Linked DNA regions of Cricetulus griseus: region 2 is linked to region 1. Evidence: chromatin contacts called from public Micro-C data. All regions are on one chromosome and are shown on one strand. Each heading gives the region's core, a stretch centred on a gene start, on an enhancer-like site or on the middle of the called end of the contact. The rest is flanking DNA. Distances are from core to core; before and after follow the strand shown.

The links. A called contact is a pair of places that touch in the nucleus more often than the background predicts.
Region 2: a contact with region 1 is called in a Micro-C map of the CHO-K1 cell line, with 2.8 times the contacts expected there. The contact joins the promoter of LOC113837366 here to the enhancer-like site in region 1. A contact is called at or near these places in 2 of 8 Hi-C or Micro-C datasets (the CHO-K1 cell line and liver).

The regions. Positions count from the first base shown.
Region 1 is chr9:5,401,055-5,406,136 of CriGri-PICRH-1.0, forward strand. It overlaps Nfkbid (NF-kappa-B inhibitor delta), which reads right to left. Exons shown (of 11, transcript XM_027431271.2): 11 at 4,491-5,082. The coding sequence ends at 5,058. Among named protein-coding and RNA genes, the nearest start is that of Nfkbid, 9.5 kb to the right of the region's middle. Within about 2 kb of position 2,642, at least 2 of the 6 cell types and tissues checked have open chromatin away from gene starts, as enhancers often do. A contact at or near this core is called in the CHO-K1 cell line, where this site is marked.
Region 2 is chr9:5,455,907-5,460,401 of CriGri-PICRH-1.0, forward strand. LOC113837366 (leucine-rich repeat and fibronectin type-III domain-containing protein 3) reads left to right here and starts at 3,137. Exons shown (of 3, transcript XM_027431275.2): 1 at 3,137-4,213.

The sequences.
Region 1 (5,082 bases), core at 1,392-3,891:
CCCTGTCTCCTCAGTGCTGGAGTCAAAGGCTTGTACCACCATGCCAAGCCTCTGTCTATTAATTTTTAAATACTGTTATTAGGGGCTGGAGAGATGGCTCAGCTGTTGAGAGCACGTCTTGTTCTTCTAGAAGACTCAAGTTTAGTTCTCAACACCCATGTTAGGCAACTTACAGCCATGTGTAACTCCAGCTCCAGGGAATCTGATGCCCTTTTCTGGCCTCCATGGGCCCCACACTCTCTCACACATACAATTAAAAAATCTAAATTCTATTATTTATTTATTTAGTTATTTAGTTAGTTTTTTTCCGAGACAAGGTTTCTCTGTGTAGCTTTGGAGGCTGTCCTGGCACTCGCTCTGTAGACCAGGCTGGCCTTGAACTCACAGAGATCCTCCTGCCTCTGCCACCTGAGTGCTGGGACTAAAGGCATGTGCCACCAACGCCCGGCAAAAAAAAAAAAAAAAAATCTAAATTCTAAAACAATACTGTCTTAGTTTGGGTTTCTGTTGCTGTGAAGAGACAGCATGACCAAAGCAACTCTTATGAAGGAAAAACATCTAATTGGGGTGGCTGGGTTACAGTTTCAGAGGTTCAGTCCCATTATCACCATGGTGGGGAGCTTGGCTGCGTGCAGGCAGATGAGAGCTGAGAGCCCTCTGTCTTGCAGGCAACAGAAAAAGTTGACTGAGACACTAGGCTGTATAATGACCATAGGAAACCTCAAAGTACTGTGGAATAATCCTTTGTACACTGTGAAGATGTGTGGCTCTTGTTGGTTTAATAAAGAGCTAGGCACAAAAAAAAAAAAAAGAAAAGAAAAAGAAAAAGAAAAAAACAGCAACAAAACAAACAAACAAAAATCCAGCCGGGCATTGTTGACACATGCCATTAATCCCAGCACTCGGGAGGCAGAGGCAGGTGGATCTCTATGAGTTCGAGACCAGCCTGGTCTACAGAGCCGGTGCCAGGACAGGCTCCAAAGCTACACAGAGAAACCCTGTCTTGAAAAACCTAAATAAATAAATAAAGAGCTAGGCAGGGAGAGGAAGGAACTGAGCCGTGTGGTAGAAAGTATATAAGAAATATGGGTCAATTAATCTGTAAGAGCTAGTAAGTAACAAGCCTAAACTATCGACCAAACATTTATAATTAATAATACATCTCTGTGTGATTAAATGGGCTTGCTGGAGGGACAGAATATTCCGCCTACATCAAAGCCCACCCCCACAGTGATGCACTTCCTCTAATAAGGCCACACCCACGCCAACAAAGCCTCACCTACTAATGCTGCTCCCTAAGAGATTATGGAGTCCAGTTACATTCAAACTACCACAAATGCCATCAGTAAAACATTTTGCCATTGCTCTTCTGATGCTTTGTGCCCCTAAAATAGCTTTCTTTCTAAACTGAAGTTTTGTTTTTGTTTTTGTTTTAAACAGGGTCCCTAAACTATATTGAACAATCGACTGCACAAGGGATTCCCAATTGCAGGTAATTTCTTATACAAAGCACAACACAGTTGTTTGAGTTCTTCATGGGCCAGTCACAATATCACCACCTCCAGGAACACACACACTGGTATGAGGCAGCTGACATGGGAGACAACACTTGGCCCTGGGAACTCTGCCCTCCAGTTTTCCCCCATCCCCTTGAACTCCTGATCCTCCTGCCATAGCCTCCCAAGAGCTGGGATGATAGGTGTGTGTGTGTACCACCACACCTGACTCGGTCATGTGACTTTGGTCAATGGGATATCAGCAAGTCTGATGCAAGCAGGACTGTTTCCTCTCAAGACGCTGTCTCTTGGAACCCATAGTCACAATGCTGGCTAGTTTTAAGTCAACTTGACACAAGCTAGAGTCATCTGAGAGGAGGGAAACCCAACTGAGAAAACACTTCCACAAGATAAGCTGGAGGCAGGCCTGTAGAGCATTTTCTTAGTTAGTGATTGATAGGGACAGGCCCAGCCCTTGTGGGTGGTGCCACTCCTGGGCTGATGGTCTGGCATTCCATAAGAAAGCAGCCTGAGCAAAACATGAGAAGCAAGCCAGTAAGCAGCACTCTCCACGGCCTCTGCATCAGCTCCTGCCTCCAGGATCCTGCCCTGCTTGAGTTCCTGTCCTGACTTCTTTCAGTGATGAACAACAGGGACATGGGAGTCTAAGTCAAACAAACCCTTTCCTCCCTAGGTTGCTTTTGGTCCTGCATGGTGTTTTGTCACAGCAATAGTGCCCCTAACTAGGAACTCACCATGGAGAGACCCACCTGCCCTCCCGGACCACACGAAGAGATTCTTGGTTTATCCAACAGTTGCCAATTCTCATTTATCATACCTGTGACTGATTCAGTGTTGGGTTCCAGCATAAGCTCCCAGGTGACTCTGGCCGTAATAGTGACCAAAGCAAGATGCATCCTGCTGAGCCCAGTCCAGACTGCAGAGCCCACAGGCATCGTGAGGTTGTGTTTGAAGCCCCATGGCCTAAAATGCACTAACGTGGTATAGTAGTTACTTTCCTTCTGGGGCCCGTGAGCAGCAGCCTAAGGGAAGTGTTTGGCTCATGGTTTCAGATGATTTGGTCCACAGATGCTCTGTGAGTCAGAGTTGTCAAGGCACTAGGAGCAGATGGCAGAAAAGCTTCTTCATGACTAACAAGGAGCTGGAAAAGAGGTAGTAGGAAGAGGCCAGGGCAGGGCATAGCCCCCAGGGACATATCTCTGATGACCTAATGAATCTCTCAAAGAGTGTGTCAACTCATTCCCTCAGAGCACTCACCACCACTTCTCTGGAAACACCCTCTCAGACACACCCAGAGCTGTGCTTCATCTCCTGAATGTTTCCTAATCCAGTCAAGGGGACAGAACAAACCCTTGTACATGACTTGGTTTGTGGTCCAAGAGAGTCCATAGGCAGGAGGACTCCTGTGGGCAAAGGGGCTTTCTGGAGTATCGAGTCTGGGTAACTCAATGGGGTAAATGGACCAAGGGCTACAGGGCGAATCTGAGAAGTAGGCTTGGTGGATGTCCTGTCTTGGTTTGAGTTTCTCTGGATGCAGATGCTGAGAACATCTGAAGGCCTTTAACAGGGAGAGACTACCAATAGGGAGGCTAGAATAGCCGCAGCCAGGGGAGGCCAGGGAAGAAAGCTGTGTTACCTAGTGTTTCGGGAGCCAGGGTTTGATTCTGCTGAGGATTCGGGGAGCCTCAGCAAGCCTGCACTTGAGGGTTTTAATGCAACAAGGAGATGAGGGGCCCGGGGTATTTTACATATCAGCTCCTGCTTGTCATCAGTTGAGGGGTGTTAGGTTAGAGCAGGAAGTGGGCGTGATACCCCAGAATTGACTTCCTTCCTTCCTTCTTTCCTTCCTTCCTTCCTTCCTTCCTTCCTTCCTTCCTTCCTTCCTTTCTTTTCTTTCCCCCTCTCTCTCCCTCTCCTTTTAATTTTAAAATAATAAAATGAGGTAAGTATTTTCTCTATAGTCCAGGCTTGACTTAAACTTGAGCTGTGGAATTACACAAGTGTGCCACAATCCCCCAATTTTTTGTTTGACTGGTTTTTGGCCAGGGCTAGAGATGGAATATAGTGTTTTTGTTTGTTTTCAGACGAGGTCTCATTATGTAGTTTTGGCTGTCCTAGAACTTGCTAGTTAAACTAGGCTGGCCTTGAACTCAGAGATCTGCCTGCCTCTGCCTCCTAAATGCTATGGCTAAAGGTGTGCACCACCATGCCTGCCAAGAGAGGGAATAGTCTGCCAATGAGGCATGCCGAGTCCCTTCCAGGTTGGTTCTAGGCAGGGGCTCTACCACTGAGCCACGCCCCCAGCCCCTCACTGGGGGATTCTAGGCAGGGGCTCTACTGCTGAGCCACACCCCCAGCCCCCTCACTGGGGGATTCTAGGCAGATGCTCTACCACTGAGCCACGCCCCCCCAGCCCCCTCACTGGGGGGATTCTAGGCAGGGGCTCTACCACTGAGCCACGCCCCCAGCCCCTCACTGGGGGATTCTAGGCAGGGGCTCTACCACTGAGCCACGCCCCCAGCCCCTCACTGGGGGATTCTAGGCAGGGGCTCTACTGAGCCACACCCCCAGCCTGACAAGCTACCTAGCTTTGAAATCTTCTCACATCTTTTGTTGTTTTGTTTGAGACAGGATCTCAGTATGCAGCTCTGGCTGTCCTAGAACTCACTATATAGACAGGGCTGGCCTTGAACTCACAGAGACAGATTCTGTCTCCCATGTGCTGGGATTAAAGGTGTGTGCCACCACCACACCCAGCCGGTCTTCTCACATTTTACACAGGGGCTTGGGTACTAGATGCTGGCAAATGTCAGTAGCAGGAAGGGATAGCCATCTAAAAAACAGAATTTGATATCTTTATCAGGCATTAGCTCTGATGGTGTCTTGACTCTGGACTCCCCAGCCTTTACATTATCCAAATGTGGCCCCTCAGAGGGGCACCAGTGCCCCCCACTTTGAATGACAACACACAGCTTGAGGCCAAATCGAGTTTAATGGGGAGCTACAGTGATACATAGACAGAGAACAACAACTCACAGGGAAGGCTAGGGTCTGGGACACCGAGTTCTAAATGACAATGCAGCCAGGTCTCAGGGCACGCTAATCTCAGAGGGCCTTTCTGACATCTCAGGGGTGTGGGTCCTGGGGAAGAGCCCTGGTGGGATTGTCCTGGGATGCCTCAAATCCCACGGAGGCTCCATTGGAGTTTCTGGGAGTGTAAGACAGAGTCTGGGGAGGTGATCATGGCTGATCCAAGTAGGAGAGAGTTAGCGGTTTCTAGGGCGTTTCACAGAAACAGTCAAGTGGGCTCGATTTCACAGAAATCATCTAAACAGCCCCTTGTAGGGGGAAGAGGAATCACAAGACCCCAAATATTGGGGACTGCTCACCTCCCCCAGTGCCACTTTGGGGTTTTAATGTAAGACCCTAATGGCAGGATATTCCACATTATATTATCATGAATCTGCGACATGAGCATACGCTGGCTGTCCCACGGGACGGTGGGGACTGGAAAATCAGTCCAGGTTCTGGATTTCAGTCCTAAGAGGACAAGCCTGGGGGTGCC
Region 2 (4,495 bases), core at 1,887-4,386, 55 kb after region 1:
GGCAGAGGCAGGTGGATCTCTGAGTTTGAGGCCAGCCTGGTCTCCAGAGCGAGTTTCAGGACAGCCAAGGCTACACAGAGAAACCTTGTCTCAAAAAGCAAAACGACAAACAAAAAGAGCTCAATATTTTGGCCCCATTTGTTCAGCAGGGCATCATCAAGGTGAAAAAAATACTGACAGGAACCAAAGAGAAACGGCCCACAGAATGGTAGACAGGAAACTTCAGAGCTGTAACGAAAGCAGAAGGCGAGATACAGCCCCCATGAGAGGCTCAAGGACCTCGTTCCTCCAGCCAGACCTCATCTCTCACAACTCCACCCATATTTCTAATCATCCACTCAAATGTGGAATCTTCAGGGGATGGGACCTCTCCTGAAGCTGGACCATCACCAGCACACTGACCCAATCTCTTAGTGGCTCTTTTGAAGCCAGGATCTCCCGCATGGCCCGGGAATCCCTATGCTGCTCGGGCCGGCTTTGAACTCTCAGCAGTCCTCTTGCCTCAGGCTCTCAAGTGCTGGAATTAGAGATAAGAGGCACCATAGATAGCTACATTTCTTTATTTTTATCTCTTTTGTCCTTTTCTTCTTCCTCTTCCTCCTCCTTCTCTTCTTCCTTTATCTCTGACCATCCTAGAACTTGCAAGTAGACCAGGCTGGCCTTGAACTCATCGAGATCCTCCTGGGGTCCGAGTGCTGGGATTAAGGTGTGTGCCTCCACAGCCTGGCTTATTTACTTTTTTTGAGGCAGGATTTATGAGGTCCAGGCTTCAAACCAGTGGTCTTTCTGCTTAGGTCTCCTGAGGGCTGGGATTGCAGGGATTGCTGCAATTGCCCTTACGCCTGGCTCTTGGGAATTTTTCTTTTAAAGCTGTGTTTATGTTTAATGTTAAAAATATATTTTCTTTATTTTTATGTGTATTTTTATGTATGTACATCTGTGCACCATGGTGCATGTAGCTTCTGCAGAGACTGGATGAAGGCATCAGATCCCTTGGGACTGAAGTTATGGAAACCTGTGAGTTGACACGCGGGAGCAGGGATTCAAACCCGGGTCCTCCGGAAGAGCAGCCAATGCTCTTAACTGCTGAGCCATCTCTCCAGCCCCTCCCTTTTTATTTTATTTTATTTTTACGTGAGTGTTTTGTCTATATGTATGTATGTGCATACTTGGTACCTGCAGAGGGTAGAAGAGGGCATCTGATGCCTGGGACTAGAGTTGCAAATGGTTGCAAGCTATCTTGTAAGTGCTGGGACCCCAATCACAGTTCTCTGCAAAAGCAGCAAGTGCTCTTAACCACTCTAGCCTCGCAGGAGCATGTCTAAATTCATCAGACTGACAGTCAAAACTGACCATCGCAAGTGTTAGCTATGTCACCGTGGCCAACAATGACAGCGACTGCGGACCTGATGGCAGCATCCTTGCTCAAGCCTCCCTGTTTCCTGGATATGTGGGCTGCTGTATCCCCTTCACCCACCAGGCTTCAGCAAAGCTGTGGTGGACAGTTCTGTGCACATTACAGATGGCCCTGGTTTATTCCACCTTACCTCCAAATGTGGACCCCGGATCAGCCTCACTAGCTCTGCAATCCTGACATGTTCTGAAGGTTCTGTAAAGTTCTGCAGCAGGATTGAGCCCCCGCTGGCCAGAAAGGTAACCTGGTGCCCACCAAAGCATTTCTACACTGTTTCTCTTTCCTTCTGAACTCGTCCCTCTTTCCTGCCTCGGTCTGCCAGTATGCTGAATTCTCCCACTCTCGGGATGGCTTCCATGTCTCCCGCAGTCCCAGCATCTCCACAGTGTCTCTGAAGCCCCTGAAGCTTCTTCCCGGGCTTTTGAATGTCCAGCATCCGCTGTGCTGGGCAAGGCGTGTTGATGAACTTTGCTAATGATCTGGAAAGGCGGGCCCCAGGGCTGAGTTAATTTTAGCTGCAATTTTTCAATAGACGTAATTGGAAGGAGTCAAAAGTGTATTCTGAAACCCCTTCAGCAGAGCTGGGAAGTTCCAGGGTGGATGGCCATTCACACACCACCTCCAAGGTCACTCTACTCTGCTCAGATGGCTTCTTAGCTCTGAGCCTACCTCAGGTCACCCAGGTTGTGTGTGTCTCCTTTGCAACAGGGCTTCTGGGAGACCATGCTCCCCCACGTGCTTACAGTCGAGTTTCCAGACCAGGCTCATGGGGCATCATCCATACCCTTCCTCCTGAAACACTATCTGCCAGAAGAGTGTGGGACCACCCACCTCTGCTTCCCCTGTCCCCCAACACTGTCCTCTGGAGTTATGTGTCCACACAAATCTGACCAGGGTCTTCTGGGGGGGTGGGTCAACCTGTCCACCTTGGGACTCTGACCCATTTCCTATCTTTTCTCCCTCTCTACTACAGGGCCTCTGGTCACTGTGTCTTGAGCTCTGCCCCCAATCCCAGAAGACATGGTTCTTAGTGTCAACTTCCCTCCTTCCAGCCAGTGAAATGATACCCATTTGCCTACAAGAACAAACCTGTTATTGGACAGAACCGGGGTAAGAAGGCTTCCTGTGAAGACGGTGCTGAAGCAGAGGGCTGGGAGGCAGATGTGTGGGCATCTAAGGAGGGGGGCTGTGTACAAGGATATGTATGGGTACTGACACCGAGTTGCTCAGGTACTGCATATGGGGGCGGTGGGGGGAACAGAGAGATTACATAGATGATAGATAGATAGATAGATAGATAGATACATACATACATACATACATACATACAAAGATACATAGACAGAGCATGTCTCTGACTTGTCCTTGCCTTGTCCGTTGCTGGGTACCCACCTCTCTCCTTCAATACATTTCTGTGTCCCCCCCATTCTGCTCCAGGCTCTCAGCCTAAGCTGTACCTATTGCCAGCCTCTATCTTCTTGTAGCTCGGTCTCTTGGCCTCAGTGTCCCTAGTCTGTCTTTATTCAGGGATATTCTTATTCCCAGCAGCTCCAGGGCGACTCCATGGTGGGTGGTGCTAGGGGCGCGCCTCTGAGAGGAGGGAGGAGGGAGGAGGGAGGAGGGAGGAGGGGGGAGGGGGCTGCCTACTACGCGCGACGGCGCCCGGGTTCCCGGCGAGGAGGAGGCCGCGGGAGCACCCGGGCCGCGCCCCCGCCAGGGTCTCTGAGCGCGCCCTCCCCCTGCGCCCCGCCGCCTTGCGGTGCCGGGATCCCCGCGTGGCCCCGTCTTGTCTGTCTGTCCGTCTGTCCGCGCCCAGGCCTCGCCCCACCCCGGCCCTAGAGCTGCCCGGCTGCCCCCTCCCCGCCGCAGCAGAGACCCCCTCTTATTGGGTCAGTTCCCTCCGCAGGCCACGAATCCATCAGCGCCGCTCCTGTCCCAGACCCTGGGCCGGCACCCCGACATCGGGGGGCGCTTGCAGCCGGCGATCGGATCCAGAGATCCCGAAACCCCCGAGCGTGGGACCCCGATTTGGGATCGGCACCCTGAGGATCCTGCCATGGAACCTTAAGACCTGGACATTGAGCTTCAATATCTGGGGGCTGGGATGCCGACATCCATGCCTGGGACCCCAAGATTTGGACACTGAACCCCATGGTTTTGGAACATGGACCCCAAGATTTGGAGCTGGGACCCCACGATTCGGCATCTAAGCCCCCAAATTTGGAGCTGAACTCTGAATTGTCTGGCTGATACCTTGACATCGGGGAGCGAATCCCCAAATCTATACCTGGGACCCCACTGTTTTAAGAACTAAACCCTGGGATTTAGGCCTTCAGTTCCAAGATTTGAACCATGGAATTCCGAGGGGCCTGAAGTCCTTGCTGCAGACCTGACCTGAGTGCTGAAATCTGGGGCTAGAGACCTCCAAGTCTTGAGTCGGCACCCTAAAATCTCAACAGGATCCCAATATCGGATTCCATGCTGGACTTGGGACTCAGACCCTAAACTTCTCCATCTGGCTGTTGGGTGTCTTAAGCCTGACACTGAGAGAGCCTGATCAGAACAACTGCTGGGGCCTTGGTCTCTAAAACTGGACCCTAGAGGCCCAATTTAGTGGCATGGGACCCCAAGCATAAAGTTTGGAGACTCCATAGCCACAGACTTGAGCTGAAACAGGACAGTTCCTCCACAGAGGCCTTCCGGGCAGGAGCAGCTTAACCAGATGCCCCCTCCGGAGTTCTGACCTCTCACCCCCCTGGAGCCTGAGGAGTCTGCTCCCTGGGGTGGCTTCCAGCTCAGGTAAGGCCTTTGAGAGACACCCATGGTGGGAAGGGACTTGTGTGTGGGGGTGGAGTCACTTGGGCTACAGGTAGGTGAGGGCGAGGTGCCCTGTGACATTTTTAGGGGTTTTCCTTGGAAAAAGTCTGTCCCATGAGTGTGTCTCCAACACTCTGGGCCCATGGCCAGCTCTGCCCGTCTCTGACCTCCTTGGCCCAGCTGATGGCATTCCATTTCTCTGATTCCACCCTTGGAGCTTCTCACCGTCTGACCACCCAGTACCTACCCTCTGTCCGCATCTGC